2 separate regions of the Anas platyrhynchos genome follow, and region 1 is linked to region 2. The links are chromatin contacts, called in public Hi-C maps. All regions are on one chromosome and are shown on one strand. Each heading gives the region's core, a stretch centred on a gene start, on an enhancer-like site or on the middle of the called end of the contact. The rest is flanking DNA. Distances are from core to core; before and after follow the strand shown. Region 1 overlaps SOS2 (SOS Ras/Rho guanine nucleotide exchange factor 2). Region 2 holds the start of NEMF (nuclear export mediator factor).

What was found. Hi-C and Micro-C count contacts between places; a contact is called where the count stands out from the background.
Region 1: a Hi-C map of skeletal muscle shows a contact between it and region 2, with 1.8 times the contacts expected there. The contact joins the enhancer-like site here to the promoter of NEMF in region 2. A contact is called at or near these places in 2 of 8 Hi-C or Micro-C datasets (liver and skeletal muscle).

The regions. Positions count from the first base shown.
Region 1 is chr5:2,951,538-2,955,773 of IASCAAS_PekinDuck_T2T, reverse strand. It overlaps SOS2 (SOS Ras/Rho guanine nucleotide exchange factor 2), which reads left to right. Exons shown (of 23, transcript XM_027459535.3): 11 at 556-637; 12 at 1,296-1,418. Among named protein-coding and RNA genes, the nearest start is that of VCPKMT, 20 kb to the right of the region's middle. Within about 2 kb of position 1,928, at least 5 of the 8 cell types and tissues checked have an H3K27ac peak or open chromatin away from gene starts, as enhancers often do.
Region 2 is chr5:2,905,634-2,909,330 of IASCAAS_PekinDuck_T2T, reverse strand. NEMF (nuclear export mediator factor) reads left to right here and starts at 1,755. Exons shown (of 33, transcript XM_027459538.3): 1 at 1,755-2,956; 2 at 3,152-3,220. The coding sequence starts at 2,898.

The DNA of each region.
Region 1 (4,236 bases), core at 679-3,178, 46 kb before region 2:
GGCAGGAGGCAGGTGTGGTGGCTTCTGGAGATGCACGGGCTGGAAGTGCTGCAGGTATTTGCTTTGTAAGGCCTCTGCTGCCCGTGCTGCTTTCCCTGCCGGCTGCTCAGCCCACAGCAGTTGTGTGCTGCAGCGGCGTGGCCGGGGGAGGCGAGCAGGCTCTGCTGGGGAGATTTTTGTAAGCACAGGTAAGACAAATGTTTCGTCGGGGTGGTATAGGTATTTTTGATGTCATGATAGCGGACAGCCGAGTTCTACGTTGTTTTCCTTGTCTTTCTGAAGGCGTTGAATGGCTGCCTGGGCAGTGAGTGTAAGCCGTTCCACATGCCAAGACTGAGACAGTTTTTGAGAGAATGTGCAGCTGAATTGTATCAGAGGGCTAAATGAAAATTTCACAAGCAGTATCAGTTCGGGTATTTTCTACAGTGCTTGACTTACAATTTCCATGTATTTTCTGCACTTTAAACTTTTCCTGTATGGACATGTATTTTTTTTCCTGATATTTTGAGACAAGGTTTAAAAAACTTTCATCGTTTTCTTACTCTGTCTTTACAGATCCAAATTTTGTACGTACTTTCCTTACCACATATCGCTCCTTTTGCAAGCCCCAGGAACTGCTGAGCTTACTGATTGAAAGGTACGCTGTGGTTATCCTTTCTGAAAAAGGCTTTGTGTTCATTTACCTGCTCCTTTTCCACTCGTGTTCCCAGTGCCGTGTGGAATACATTTGGCAAACAGGAAAAACAGTGAAGTTCATAAAACAGAAACTTCTTAAAAGGGCTACAGCAATGACAGTTTTCAATGCAAGCTTCCTTTTTTCCTGTTTGTTAAATTAGCACCTGAATTCCTTATCAGCTAGAGAAGTTGGTGTGCCTCAGCTGTGGGGTGGTGGTGGTTTGGACTGCTTACATGTTGGAGTATCCTGAAGTGTTCTAAGCAGTTTGTTTGAAAGGCACAGACTCGTATAGTAAACAACATGTTAATGCAGTGTGATAAAGCTGCTCTTAAGCTCTCTTCTAATCTTCACTTAATCAGGCTAGCAGGTAGTTCAAAACCTTATATCCTAGTCTAGACATCTTGTGATGACCAGAAAACTAGGGAATTATCAGTGAGAGCTGGGTGTGTTGGCAGCACATAGCCAGGGGAAGAGGGAATTCCAGGCAGACTGGATGCCAGATGAGTGCCTGAGTTTCACTGCACTGAATTTCTTTAAATAAAATTGCGCTTCATGTCCTACATAAAGGGTTTGGCTTTTATCTTAATTGCCATCAGTTTTCTGGTGCTTGTGTTCGTAGGTTTGAAATCCCCGAGCCGGAGCCTACTGAAGCAGACAGGCTGGCAATTGAGAAAGGAGAGCAGCCCATCAGCGCAGACCTGAAGCGATTTCGCAAGGAATACGTCCAGCCAGTGCAACTCAGGTTTCTTTGCTTTTAAATTTGTTCTCTTAAAGCCAGATTTTAGTACAGCGATTACGTTGCATGCCTGGAGACGGTAATCTCTTTAGGAGACTGCTGTGCTGTCAAGTAGGGACTTATCATTGTCTGCAACCAGACTAATATCCCAAGCCATGTTCTGATTAGTCATACTGACTTCTGTTGCTGTTGTTGCAACTGTACTTCGGGTCTCTGCTGCTCACAGCTGTGATCTCCGCCACCCACAAGAACGCTGCATGGCTGCTATGGAAAGCGGGTGTGGGTGAGAGATGTACAACTCAAAGTGTTTCTGACGGCGTTTTGAATGGGTTCCTTGTTAACAGGCCCTGTGAAGATAGTTTCTCTGTTTCCATTTTTTCAGTCCTGCTGGTATTTTACTCCCTTTCCCAGCCTATTGATGGATTTGCACACAGGGAGACTCTTGTCTGTACTGCACTTTGCAACAGGCTACAGTGAATCTTCAAGGTCTTGCTGACCTAGCTAATTTGGGGAACAATTAAGCATTTCTAGCATGAATGAGGCTTGTTGTTTCCCTGATAGGGAATCAAGTCAGGAGGAGACAGAGCTCACAGCCAGTGTTTGTTAGAACAACCTTTATTCATTAAACTTGCTATGAGTAGTATCAAGCTGTTACTATTAATGGCAAGTAACCATAGGCACAGTACCCTCCTTTTTTTTCCCTTACCACACAATCATATTTCACAGTTACCTGTTCAGAGCAGCAGCAATTAACTGTTAACTAGAGAATCATCCTGACGTGCCAGGACCTTCAGTATAGCTTTTTGGAAGGTCACTGAGGGCGTACCTCTTTCATCACATACTTGTGTACAAATATATACATTTAAAAAAATAATCAAGATCCAAACTAAACACCCAAGCATGTGTGTACACAATCCTGTAGCTCTCATTGATATATAGGAGCCGCCACTTTCTTGGATGTGGTCCAAGTTATACAACCCCAGAGTAACCTTGATACTTCTGTGCGCTCCCGTCCTTGTGCAGCTTTCTCAGGTTCTTGGTGTTCTGAGTTTATCAGCTCCCGTGGCTTCGGCAGGGCTGCTGGTCTCCAGAGCTATCAGTTCGTGGGAGATCTTCACGCGCTACTTCTCAGCATCATTTTTTCCAGGTTTCAGCTTGCTGTTTTCTGGTTAGTGTTTCTGCAGACATCCCCATAAACGCCTATAGAGCCCCTCCAAAGAAACTTGCACAGAATGGGCTTTTGTGACATAACTGGCTCACGAGTTTAAATATAGCTGTATCGCTTTTCTTGCTATTTTTATATCCTCCTCTTCTAGCTAGGCTTGAAGCTGCTTGGAGACCTCCTCACAGTGCCCCTCTGCATGGTACAAATACATCTTCGTGCAGCATTGCTGATACCATAGCTGAGCAGGACAAGGGGCTTCTCAATGAAACAGAACCCGTAGAACAGTTAAAGGCAGCAAGTAACCATGATTCTGGCTATTAATTTCCAAAATCAGTGCAGCACTATCACTTTCACATGTTACATTTGAGCTGTTTGAAACCTGTGCCTAGTTCCAAAGTTTCCAGGGTGTTTGGTTTTGGTTTCTGGTTTCTATCTTTGAGACATTAGGATACCTCTTGTCATGACAGGTACCCTTAATGTCTAACTCATGCTGTGGTTGGTGAGCTGAGCGCCCGTATCAGTGCCTCCTTGATGAGAGATGTGGTTCAGAGCTGCTATTTAACACACACACTTCTGTGGCTTATAGTTAATCTTAGAATCGAGGAGATACTACAGGTTTCTGGTGGCTTGAAACTGTTAGCTGTCCTACAGTTCAAAAGAAGGGTCTGAATTTGATCTTTTATGCTGACGTGCCCAGCACTTCACACATCCCAGTTTTGTAACAGTATTGAGCTCTACTTCAGAGAGATCTGAGATTTGGGAGTAAGGTGGGGAACATGAAGGTGCCCAGTCCTTCCCCGTCTTCAGCACTTGTTCCACACGCTGTAGACATGCTGTGCAGTGCACAGAAACAGTCAGGTCTTTGACTTGACTAAACGCAGGTGAGGTTATGAGAAAGACGAGGTGCCCAGCTGCAAGTGCAGTCAGCAGAACCAGGTAGTCTTTCTTGCTTTTTCGGTACTCCTACCACGATATCTCAAAGGCAAAGACTGATTAGATAAGATCCTCTATTACTGTTATTGGGAACTCGTTTCAAAACATCACTCCTTTGATGGTTAGAAGCTGTCATTAATTTCCAGCCCGAAGGGTCTGAGTAGCCATTCTTCCATGGGATAAACTTTCTTCTTTAACTTCAATAGCTCTCCTCTTCCCAGTGTTTCTCCTCCATGTGTTCATGTTGAGCGTCCTTAGCTTGACTCAGCTAGACCAGCCGACTGCTCCAGTACTTTGATTCACACCAGACTGGCAAATTAAAATCAATTATCTGCCCTGGCCATCTCAGACATTCTTGCCCCCAGTCTACAGGGCTGAACCACTGCGAACAGTAGCCTGGTGCTGAAAGGAGGACCACAATTAGCGCTGCTTTACCTTAATATCCTGAGCTGCAAAAAGTTAAGCAGCACTCTGCTGAGCCACTTCTGCAAAGGCAATGGGGAAGAAATAACCAAATCTCACTGCAACCGTCTCCTCTGTGGGCTCTCCATTAACCCCACCATCCTTATCCCAGCTTTTGGGCTGGTACAGGGAAAATCAGTTGTACTGGTTGATGGAGGAGGTATCAGCTCACCATTCAGGTAAGGTGATGTGGTGCACCCCAATAAATCGGAGGTTTGAGTTATGAGTTCAGCTTGTTTACACGAAGAAGAGGCAGTTTTTTAT
Region 2 (3,697 bases), core at 506-3,005:
ATTCATGTGTGCTCACATTTTGGTTATGTGCGTAGTGGTTTCTTGCAGCAGTGAAGGGTTACAGTTCAGGACTCAGCCAAACCTTTGGATCCAAATAAATTTGACTATGAACATGGGAAATCCCAGGCAGTAGAATTTCCCATCATGTTTCCATCTCAGAGACCCTGCAGACCTGCAAGTCAGAAAACGTCCCTTGAGCACAGTCAGGTTAGGCAGCCTGCTCCATGCTGATTCCAGGCTCCCAGGAGCGTCTCATTAGCCTCCTCCCTTGGGTATTTGCTGTCACAGCTCATTTGTGTCCTCGGCTCTGAGCTTCCCACTCTTAGGAAATGAATCGAGAAGCCTTTCTCTGTAAGAGAAAGCGGGGAGTGGGACAACTCTTACCCCCTCTCCCTCTGTTCAGTAAATGAAGCATATTGAGCTGTCCTGGAGACAGAGCTCCCCAACATGCTTATTTTGGCTTAAAATGAAAGCAGAGCATCACGACATGCCTCTTCTGGCTCAAAATGAGAACTCTGGGCTTTCTCAGCTGCTTAAACCTACTTGTGCTCAGAAATGTCTGTCCTGTGTACTTTATGATTAAAAATCCCTCCACCCATTTTCAATCATAGAACACAAGCAGCACAAGGCCTGTCTCTCAGTTCCCCACTGCCACTGTGTGGCCAAGCAGAGCCCGTACAGGATGGATGTGGAGGAATCTGCAAAAGGCTGGAAACCAGCCGGGCACGGTGGCTTGTGCCTGTAATCCAAGCGCCGGGGAGGCTGAGGCTGGCGGACGGCTTGAGCCTGGGGGTTCTGGGCTGCAGGGCGCTGTGCTGAGCGGGCGTCCACGCTAAGGTCGGCATCGATATGGTGTCCTCCGGGGAGCTGGGGGGCACCAGGTCGCCTAAGGAGGGGTGAACCGGCCCAGGTCGGAAACGGAGCAGGTCAAAGCTCCTGTGCTGATCAGTAGCGGGATCGCGCCTGTGAACAGACCCTACAGCACAGCCTGGGCAAGAGAGCGGGACCCAGCCTCCTTTTGTGCCTTCAGGATGCCTGAATGGGCAGCAAGGGATTGGGATTTGATTTGGGAACGCTGCGGCACGAGCCGCACTGACACACTGGGGAGTCCCAGCTAGAAGAGGGGAGCGGGGCATGTCACACAGGGGGCTTTCTGAAAGGGAAGAGAGGAACATAGGGGGAAAAACAGGTATCTCTAAAAGGGGGAGGAGAAGGATTTTAGGAGGATTTAGAAGGATTTTAAAGAAATTCACTGATGAAGGAGATGCTGCTGATCCTCTGCTAGCCCCCAGCTAGATCCTGCAGCGAAGCACTGGCAGCATGACCCCAAATGGTTGTGCGAGAGGCAACGAACCCAGGCCTGTGGCAAGGAAGCAGAGGCTGTACAGATAGGATTTGCTTCCTTTGGGGTAGCTCAGAGCCCCTCCAGCCCTGGGCAATGCCCGGCTGGCCCATGGAGTGCCTTCCTCAGGGCTTGGTGGGGCAGAGCTCCAGGAGTGCAGCCAGCTTGTTGCTGGGGGGCAGACCGGAAAATGGTGTATCACTGGTTTTTCTGTTTTTATAGCTATCACTCCAAATATTTTATTTTATTTTATTTTATTTTATTTTATTTTATTTTATTTTATTTTATTTTATTTTATTTTATTTTATTTTATTTTATTTTATTTTATTTTATTTTATTCTGTTCTATTCTATTCTATTCTATTCTATTTTGTTCTATTTTGTTCTATTATTTTATTTTATTCTATTTTATTTTACTTTGTTAGGGTTGTTTATATTTCCCCTGTGAGAGTTTGGGGTCCTTCCAGTTTTCACTACCTGAAAGGAAGGTGTGGGGAGCTGGGGGTCGGCCTCTTCTCACAGATAACTCGTTATTGCACCAGAGGGAATGGCCTCAAGTTGCACCAGGGCAGGTTCAGGTGAGAAATGAGGAGAAATTTCTCCTCAGCAAGAACAGCCAAGCATTGGGACGGGTTGCCCAGGGAGGTGGTGGAGTCACCGTCCCTGGGGGTGTTTGAGGAGAGGTTGGATGTAGTGCTTGGGGACGTGGGTTAGTGGTGACAGTGGTGGTAGGGGGTGGTTGGAGCAGGTGATTTTGGAGGGCTTTCCCAACTTTAATAATCCTATGATTCTATTTGGCTAACGGCTGAACTTCTGGGAGACAACACACGGATTAACAAGCGGCTCTGTGAGGGAGAGGACGCCCTGCTGCGGACATCCTGAGGGGCTGGGGGCACCATTTTCCCTTCGAGGCTGAGGGGAACGTGGGGCAGCGGTGGCCGGGCGCGGTGGCGCACGCCTGTAGTCCCAGCTGCTCGGGAGGCTGAGCCCGCCGGATCGCTTGAGCCCAGGAGTTCTGGGCTGCAGTGCGCTATGCCGAGCGGGCGTCCGCGCTAAGGCCGGCATCAATATGGTGAGCCCCGGGGAGCCGGGGCACACCAGGTTGCCTAAGGAGGGGTGAACCGGCCCAGGTCGGAAACGGAGCAGGTCAAAACTCCCGTGCCGGTCAGTAGCGGGATCGCGCCTGTGAATAGCCACTGCAGCGTAGCCTGGGCAACACAGAGAGACGCGGGCTCCTTTTGCTGCCCAGGGAAGTGGTGGAGTCACCATCCCTGGAAGTCTTCAAAAGACATTTAGATGTAGAGCTTAGGGATATGGTTTAGTGGGGACTGTTAGTGTTAGGTCAGAGGTTGGACTCGATGATCTTGAGGTCTCTTCCAACCTAGAAATTCTGTCATTCTGTGATTCTGTGATGATTCTGTGTTTATTTTTCTGTGTTTCATTGCCGGGCCCGCCCGCACCGTTTTTCCTCTGAGGCTCGCCCGCCCCCTGGAGCTCCGTGAGGCGGCGGCGCATGCGCAGCGGGCCGGGCCGAGCCGGGCCGGGCCGGCGGCGCCATGAAGGGCCGCTTCGGTACCATCGATATCCGTGCGCTGCTGGCCGAGCTCCGCCGCAGGTACGGCACCGGGGGGGGACACACGGCACCGGGGAGGCACCGGGGGGGGCTGTGCGGGGCCCCCAGACCGTGCCCGGGCAGCCCGTGCCCCCCCAGCCCCGCCGCTGCCTGAGGCGCCGGCACGGTTCCGTGTGGTGTGGTGTGGGGTTCTGCTCGTAACGCGGCCGTGTTTATTGTTTTTTATTTTTTTGGCAGCTTGCTGGGAATGAGAGTGAGCAATGTTTACGATGTGGACAACAAGACCTATCTCATCCGGCTGCAGAAGTAAGAATCGCTGTAACTCCCCTTACCCAGTCACTGTATGTATGGAAATTGCGATTTTTGTACATATGGCGTTGCTGCTGGCAGGTGTTTCGCTTTTCTGACCATTTTTCAGTGGAATCCTGTCATTTTCTCAGTAACTTTTACTCTGGAAGGCCCTGGGGGTAGCGTACATAGCGTTGTGAAACAAGCAAAATGCTGCAGCAAAGGTAGAGAAGGCCCCAGGAGCTGCTGTAAAAGCACGCAGCCATCCCTATTTCTTTCTGTGGGAAAGTAGGAGAGGTGTTCAGGAGGGCAGAGCCTCGGTTCTGTAGTGATATTAATTCCCAGGCCAGGTGGTGGGGATGGCACGCTGCTGTCCCCAACCTGTCCGCTGCATCGTGTCTCACCTGGGCCCAGCATCACCTCCTTGCCTCCAGTTGCACTGGGGGATTTCGGACTCCAAAACCATTTTCCTTGGCCCTTTGTCTATAAACTTCA